Regions from separate parts of the Mus musculus genome. Here all the other regions are linked to region 2. The links are chromatin contacts, called in public Hi-C and promoter capture Hi-C maps. All regions are on one chromosome and are shown on one strand. The core of a region is the stretch at or near the end of the contact, and the rest is flanking DNA. Distances in the headings are between cores, read along the strand shown.

Evidence for each region. A called contact is a pair of places that touch in the nucleus more often than the background predicts. Capture Hi-C pulls out chosen DNA fragments and counts their contacts.
Region 1: a contact with region 2 is called in a Hi-C map of muscle stem cells, with 2.3 times the contacts expected there. The contact joins the promoter of Ccdc25 here to the promoter of Extl3 in region 2. A contact is called at or near these places in 1 of 484 Hi-C or Micro-C datasets (muscle stem cells) and 1 of 115 datasets of contacts at active chromatin or transcription factors (pancreatic cancer cells).
Region 3: a contact with region 2 is called in a promoter capture Hi-C map of pancreatic islet. The contact joins the promoter of Pbk here to the promoter of Extl3 in region 2. A contact is called at or near these places in 2 of 115 datasets of contacts at active chromatin or transcription factors (embryonic stem cells and pancreatic cancer cells) and 2 of 9 other capture datasets (adipose tissue and pancreatic islet).

Annotation. Positions count from the first base shown.
Region 1 is chr14:65,835,854-65,838,553 of GRCm38.p6, forward strand. It overlaps Ccdc25 (coiled-coil domain containing 25), which reads left to right and starts at 1,449. Exons shown (of 9, transcript NM_145944.5): 1 at 1,449-1,631. The coding sequence starts at 1,604.
Region 2 is chr14:65,096,733-65,099,432 of GRCm38.p6, forward strand. It overlaps Extl3 (exostosin-like glycosyltransferase 3), which reads right to left and starts at 1,374. Exons shown (of 7, transcript NM_018788.3): 1 at 1,265-1,374. Gm52119 (a long non-coding RNA gene) reads left to right here and starts at 2,638. Exons shown (of 3, transcript XR_003951142.1): 1 at 2,638-2,700.
Region 3 is chr14:65,804,549-65,807,248 of GRCm38.p6, forward strand. Pbk (PDZ binding kinase) reads left to right here and starts at 1,363. Exons shown (of 8, transcript NM_023209.2): 1 at 1,363-1,586.

The sequences.
Region 1 (2,700 bases), core at 199-2,698, 740 kb after region 2:
CTAAGCTTGCTTTCTGACTTCTGTAGTTCTTGTTAACTGAGGAATGTCAACCCAGAACATGTTTTTTTGTGTGTTTAAAAGCTCACCCTGAGGAAAGACTGAGAAAATGTTGCACTGGGATCCCAAACATCCAGTGTAGTATCCGGCCAACTAAAAAAGACTTTCTATTGGTTTAAACCCATGTTGGAGCAGTCTTCTCTGGTGGATAGCCTACAACATTGACCAGCACCAGGAAACCCAGAATGATAGTGGGTTTTGTAAAGTGAAAGAATTAGAACAATAGTGGAAACTGCTTAGTGGGAGACTCTGGCTAGTTTCTTCTTTTGAGAGAGTTAAAGCCAAAGAGGGGACATTTTTACCATCAGGTTCTACTTGCCTAGAATTTCCTGCTCTATGAAAGACTAGGCTCTCCAGGGACGGTAAAACTCCTTTTCTGTAGCCCTTTTGTGTGGTCTGACTTTTGGAGCTTGTTGGAGGGATACAGCCCGAAATGGACTCTCATATTTTTTCTTTATCAGAAATAAGAAAAACTTCCAAGTCAAACCTAGGAAGGCTGTGGAATTTTGTAAATTTATAGCAAGAGGTTCTGAACTTCAGAAGTTTGGTATTTGTTCAGTCTTGTAGGTAATAAGGAGCAGACATTAGATTTAAAGGAACAAAAAATAGCCCTACTCGGAATCCCAAAAAAGGAGAGTGTCTCTGGGTAGTAACAGTAACAATTCATTTGAGAACCTTCTGTCCTCGATGCAATTTAGTTCATTGTTTGACTGGGCAAGACAGTGCAGCATTTCTTCCATCTTGTATTCTTGCTGAGGCCATCTCAGGCTTAGATAGGGTTTGATGAACATTACCTAACTCTATTCTGACTAGTTTGGTCAAGTCAACAAACAAAAAACACAACAAAACCCTCACCTATGTCAAGTAATGGGAGAATGAGTTTATTTAAAAATTGGTTCTTGGGGCTGGTTAGATGGCTCAGTGGGTAAGAAAGAGCACTGACTGCTCTTCCGAAGGCCCGGAGTTCAAAACCCAGCAACCACATGGTGGCTCACTATCGTCCGTAATGAGATCTGATGTCCTCTTCTGGTGTGTCTAAAGACAGCTACAGTGTACTTACGTATAATAATAAATAAATCTTTTAAAAAAATTGGTTCTTACTGAGTGCCTCCTGAGGAAATGGTTACAGGGACCCTTAACCATGCATGAAAAAGGCAGTTTCTGCACGCATGGAGCCCATATTGGGTTGAGTGGGAAGACATAAAAAGCGATGACCAACTCTCGTGTCCACTTAGTAGAGCCTCTGAAAATAAAGTCTGCCCTTAGTATTTTTTCTTTATGACTTCAAACAAGATGTATTTCCCCAGCTAATTTCTTTCAACCAGACGCTTGAGCGGAATCCTCAAAATCCCCGGGACACCTGCTCTTCCGCCAACACCCTTCCCTTCGCCAGGACTAAAGATGGCGCTGACAGGACGGCGTTGTGACGCGACGGCACGTCCGCCGGAAGTGTCCTGAGGAGAGCCTGGAAGCCGGCTCACCCTCGCGCCGGCGGTATCTCAAGCTTCGCGTTTTGAGTAGGAGTCGCCACTCTTCTACCAGGATCATGGTGTTCTACTTCACCAGCAGCAGCGGTGAGTGACGCCGGGGCCCCTGCTTCCAAAGCCGGCATTCCCCAGCCGCCGCGCTGGGCTTGGACTTAGTCCTGAACCGCGTCCTTCCGCGGGCACCTCTCCCAGAGCCTTCTGGTTCCCTGCTTGGCCGTCCCCTCGGCTGCCTGGTCGTCCCCTGGCCCCGGTGGTCGCGGCGGGAATGCGCCCCCGCTTTCTTTATACCCGGTAATCATTCTCGTCCCCACTTGACAGACCCGCCAACGCTTCCTGGACGTGTGTGCGTTCCAGCCTAGTCCCCCACGTCCCCGTCGCAAGCCTTTGCCCTAGCGTTCTGCCCGCACCTTGGAGCGATGCTTGACCAGTGCGACAGGTGCCAGCAGATGTCTCCTGCAGGAAGAGTAGCTTGCCCTCCTACGCAGGGAGGGCCTGGGGTGCCGCGGAGAGCAATCGGAGGGCTGGAATGTTAGTACAGCCCCTCCCTGGGCAGAGGTGATGGTCCAGTGGACGTCTGCTAAGGCTACTGGGTTGGTTTTGGAAGGCCAGAAAGAGCTGTTTCGGTTTCCAGGAAATGCCGCGTCAACTTAGTTTCTCTGCCCATATTGTCCAGAATCAATTTCTAATTTTAAACTCTCACCCCATTAAAATAGCGCTTGCCTTTTTGAAGACACTGTGTGAGACCCAGTTTCCTCGTCAAGATAAAATATGCATTTCTTTCTGGACCCCCCTTAACATTCCTTTAGGACTGCTCTCATGTGGTATTAAAAGGTGTCTGCTTGAGCTACCGGGCAGGTCTCTTGAGGGGCAGTCTGTCTTGTCTCCTTAGCATAGTGCCCTACTTACACAGTTGGCTGCTGTGTTGATTTTTGCCCCTTCTTGAGACAGTGAGTGGCTCAGGTTGCTTCAAACATAGACTCTCCTGCCTGAAGGCTCCCTGACGTTGGCATTACTTTCTAGGTCCCCAGATCTGGAGTTATTGTTTGGTGGTTTTGTCTCTTAGTACTTTTTAGTTTGTTTATTTTTGAGACAGGATCTCATTATGTAGCCCTTGGCTGGCCTAGAACTCACAGTGTAGATCAGGCTGGCTTTGAAT
Region 2 (2,700 bases), core at 124-2,623:
GCTCCAGCTTTATAATCCCAACACTGCAGAGGCTGAAGCAACAGGCTCACCAAGAACTCCAGGTCAGCCTGGGCTACAGCGTGACCCTATCTCCAACAACCAAACAAAACAAAACACCCACACACAATTCTTAATAGCCACAATTCTAGGTCTCCTCCAGAAAGCATTCAGACTAACGTCAACTCTTCAGGCTCTTCAGGCTCTCCACGGGCAAAGATCTGGAAATCCTCACAGGAAATAGATATGTTTAACACACCAAGTAAGAGTTTAAGAAAGTGGTTTTTCTTTCATTACGATTTATATAAAAGTCCTCTGCTGGAATAAGCTGTTGAGAAAGTCTAGTTTCACTCAAGATTATCAATGCCCCAGGGAAGAACCACCATCCCAGACTCTACAGAGAGTTATAGTCATTGAGTCAGAGGGGAAAGCTAACTGTTGAGCAATAGACAGGAACCTCCAAGCCTGCTTGGATGGATGGATGGATGGATGGATGGGAAGGGAGGGAGGGTAGAAGAGAGAGGGTCAAGAAGTCCAGCCTTGAAATGCCAGACTCTCCAAGTGGAACAAGAACAAGACAAAAGTGAAGAACCGCTTACTGCCACCTCTTAAATCACATATTGACTTTCCTCTTCCCCAAAAGAAGAGGATCTATTAAAGGCCTTGAGAATTTAAAGAGCAGCGATCCAGGCTGGAGGCTGACACCCATCGACTTTCAGTGGGCTCAGGGCCGTGGATATCTCAACAGAGGCTAAGCAGCTGCTCACTATGGACTAGGGCAAACACTCGGTGCTGCCCAGCTTCTCGGGCTCTGACATGGGGCTGTCGCCAACAGAACAGTCACTCCATGTGGGGCGTCACGGGGACCCCCAATCCCTCAGCTGTGGCACACCCAGGCCCCGGGAGGACACAGAGCACAGCAACACCTGGACCCCTGGCAGGAAGTGGCCACCTGGAGAGAAGAGCCCGACGGGCAGCGGCGCGCAGCTGTGCCGAGGAGAAGCGGCCAGATGTGGGAGTGATCGCGGGGAGCTGAAGGCTGCGCTTCCACGGGAGATGTTCCCGTGGGCCGCTAGTGCCCGGCCCCAGCGGAGCGAGGCCCCCGCGCGGGGCAGGCCTACCCGGCTGCGCCGCCGCCGCAGCTCCCAGGCACCGCCGCTCGTGCCCCCGCCCGCCACAGCCGCAAGCTCAAGGCTGCCCGGTGCTTCCCACCAGCCTTTCCAGCCCTGCCCGGGTCCTCGGGCTTCCATGCCGCCCGGACTCCTACCGGCTTCCAGTCAGTAACGAGCCACCGCCGTTGCCTGCGTGAAAGTCCGCTTCCCACAAGCCGCTCTGGCCGCCGGCTGCGCGCCTCCCAGGCCGCGCCGGATCCTCCACTCCCCCTGCCGGCCGGATCCTCCACTCCCCCTGCCGGCCGGCGGCCATTTCCGACCCGCGCCGGCGGAACTTGCCGAAGATGGGCCGGAAACGGCCGAACCTGCGTCTGCCGAGCGAGAGGAAAGCGCAGAGACATTCGTGACTTTCCGGACGCGTCCGAAGGCACAGGCGGAGGGGGGCGGTGGGCTCTGCCCTCCTGGATCCCAGGCGCAGGCTGGGTGCCAGTGATTGTGAGAAGGGCCAGGAGCCTGGAGAAGAGGCCCCATTAATCTGGGTAACCCTCAACCTAAAAATAAGCCCATGCCCAAATGTGGTACCCCGTGCTAGCAATGACCCACAGTTCTGAAACACTTTTAAATATTTAGCTGCAAATAAAGGGCGGGGCTGAGTAGATGCTTAGGGGGAAAAAAAATCCCCGGCTTTGCAAAACAGATTAATCAACCTTGCAAGTTATGGACTAAAAGGAGTATCTTTTAAATACTTTAAAGCCAGGCTCTGTGGTTTGGGAATTGGGAAGACCCTTCTACTACAGAGAGAATATAGAGAGAAGGGGGGGCAGGGGCAGGGAGGGCTCAGAGGAGGCAGAGAGAGACCGGGGGGGGGGGGGGGGGGAGGAGGAGAAGGGAAGGAAAGAGGGAGGAGATAGGATCAATTTTAAAAGTAGCACGAGTTAATTTAGAAAACAGTTCAAACTCATCTATTAAAATTAACAATTGTAGTATAGTTTAAAGTCAGATTGCTTCTCCGTATTTATTTGAGTCCCCCAAAACAAGGCTATTGCCCCAGGGCTTCCTCCACAGAGTCCAGACACACCCAGCTAGGTTAGCTCATTTCCATCCCTGTGCTTGGGTGGTCTGTTACTTTAAGGAGAACTGCACCCCAGAGATGGTTTCACAGCTGCTGACCCTTCCACCTGCCCTTCTTGGGAGCACCCAGACCCAGTGCTCAGGACAGGGAGGCTGAGAAAACAGGATTCCACTCCCACGGCAGACTGAGTTAACCATTCCCTTTGCAAAACAAAACATTTTTAAAACCCTGACAGTTGATTTTCTGGAGCAGTCTCCTCATCTCCTGATCTCTCCACCCATCTCCAAGTCAGGCTCCGCTCTTTCCCTCATCTATCCTATTTTACTCTCTTGTAACTATGATAAAACACCACGACCAAAAGCAACTTGGGGAGGAAAGGGTTTATTAGGCGTACACATCCCAGTCACAGTTTATTATTGAAAGAAGCTGAAGCATAAACTTTAAAGCAGGGCAGGGCCCTTGGAGGCAGAAATTGAAACAGAGGCCTTGAAGTTAGGCTGTTCACTGGCTCGTTTCCCA
Region 3 (2,700 bases), core at 113-2,612, 710 kb after region 2:
CTACAAGGACATGGAGATAGACGACGCTGGAGAGGAGGCTGCAGCTCATCACCCCCCCCCCCCCCCCCCCCCCCCCCCCCCCCCGCCAGAAAGAAAAGGAGCTGTAGCCAACTCTCCTCCCAACTCCTCCCAACTCTTCCCAACTCCTCCCAATTCCTCAGCTAGCCCCCTACTGTCACCACTCAGGGTCGAACTCCCCTGCCCTACATGGCAGAGGGACTTTGTCCTCAGCTAGCTGATAATAAAACCTCTTGCAGTTTGCATCAGGTGTGGTTTTCTCTCGGGCCACTGGGGTGCTGGCCAGCTCATCCCGGGACTTGAGCGGAGGCCCAGCTTCGGGGGTCTTACAAGATAATGTCAGTAGACAAATGAGTGTGTTAATGTATATAAACACATGAATACATACGTGTCATGCCACTGTGTGTACTTCTGTCTTCATAAAGAAGATGTCCCTATCTATCTGGCCTCAGACTGGTTGAATTTCTTTAACCGTTTGAAGAGGTCACAATGCGGCACAGAGCGTTCCTGTTGAGGAGGCCTCTTGGTGCTTCTTGTATTACATTGTATGTTTTCTTTTTTAAGGTATCACATGGTCTCTGAGCCACATAGTAGGTATGGGAATGTCTTCCTGTTCTCCTAAACTTAATTCATTTTTCTTGTAGAGAACACAGTAGATTATGTTATGCAGTGGGCACTCAAGTGCAGATACCTGACACCCAGTAGGTGCTCTGAAAATATTTGTTAAGTAGACTGTGGTAATTCCAAGAATTAACAAAACTGGGCCAGTGAGATGGCTCAATGAGGATAAGAGCTTGCTGCCAGAGCCTGGCCTTCTGATTTAGATCTCAGGAATCTAAGGAGGGAAGGAGGGAGCCAGTTTCTGCAGTTGTCCTCTGATCTTCCCATGTGGGTAGCAGAAACACACACACACACAAACACACTAACACAGCAATAATTTTTTAAGTTAGCAAAATTTCAAAATATTCTATATTTATTCTCAGCCTCAAATAATGAAAATCTACACATTTCTAATTAGTGTTTTAAGGACACATATATCTGCAATAAAACTTCCTAGTTGCATATTCTGAGCAGTGTTTGTAATTTGGGTAATTTGCCTTCAAAACAGATATATATTTTGTTTTTCCGCCAGCATCTGTCTGACACTTGCTATGTCTTTCTAGCCATCGCTCTGGAAGATTTCTTCTTTTAGGACTAAATCAAACCTGGAAACTCCAGTAAACCTGGGAGGACTGTGCGAACGCGTGAGTTTTGACCCTAGTGCCGCCCCGTAGTCTTCTGGCGGGACCTTTGAAAAAGCGTGCTTCTTACACACCGCGGCGGTTACTGCGAGTGTTGGCGGGAGGGAGCTGTTCCTGCATTTTCTGGAGCGAGTCTTCTGACTGCTTTTAGTTAGAACTCCAGTGCCCCTCGGCGGGCCGCGGCCTTTGAAAATGCGCGCGCCCTAAACGCTGCGGCGGTTACGCTGTTGGCGGGAGGGAGCTGAGCCTGCACTTTCCGGACTAGGTGTCCAGACAGCTTTGAGCCAGCCCGTCACTTTCACCTTTTTACCCGAGCGTGCGAGCGTGGTAAGGGAAAGCCTGGCCGACTCGAAGGTGGTTGGCAGACTGGGGGTCAGGGGTGGAGCATCGAGGACCTGAGGGGAGGGTCGCGGACGGGAGGGACGGGGACGAGAGGGAGGCTGCCTCCACTGGAGGACCTGGAGGAGATCTGCGGGGAAGAACAGCAAACTGAGGGTACACAGCGGCTAGGGGAGGACCCAGGGAGATAGTGGATGGAGAATAGGGGAACCCCTTGGAGCCATCGCACACCTCCAAGCCCCTGACCCTGAGCTCCTTTATCGCGGAAAGTTTGGGGGTTCAGGGAGAAAGTCACTCCCTTCCCCATGAAGGAGGAGGGGGGTGGGGGTGGGGGGAGGATTTCTCTGCTTTTAAGGTGAGGCCACAGTAGAAAAGTGGCCTGTGGTAGGGCAGTGACTCATTGGGTACAGTCTGTGCCCAGCATGCATGCAGCCCTGGGATCCATCTTCAGGACCCCAAAACCTGGAAGCAGTAGTGAGTGCCTGGGGTCCCAGTAACTAGGGAATGGAGACCAAAGAAAGGACAGGGAATATGGCTGTGGGTAGAGTTTTATACATGGGATTACTGGTATTAAAAAAAATATGTTTACATGCTTATATGAAAATTCATAGTGAAACTCGAAATCATGTAGAGTTAGCATATGCTAATAAAAAGATACTTTTGAAAAGCCAAGCAGTGCTAATATTATAAAGTTATGGGTGGGGGACGCTGGAGTCTTGATTCATTGGTTAGAGCCTGCAGGGCTTTTGCAAAGGCCCTGAGCTGGTTGCCAGCACCCATGTGGAGTGGCTCACAAACAACTACATGTCATTCCAGAGGAGGCCATCCTTCACTTCAGGCTCCTGTACTGTTGTGCATAGACCACCCACCCCTGCCACACACACATAGGTGATGGAAGGTGTATAATGAAAAGTCAAATCTTTTTTTTGTTTTGTTTTGTTTTTTCGAGATAGGGTTTCTCTGTGTAGCCCAGGCTGCCCTGGAACTCACTCTGTAGACCAGGCTGGCCTTGAACTTAGAAATTCACCTGCCTCTGACTGGAGTACTGGGATTAACGGTGTGCGCCACCACGCCCCTGGGAAAAGTCAAATCTTAAATAAGC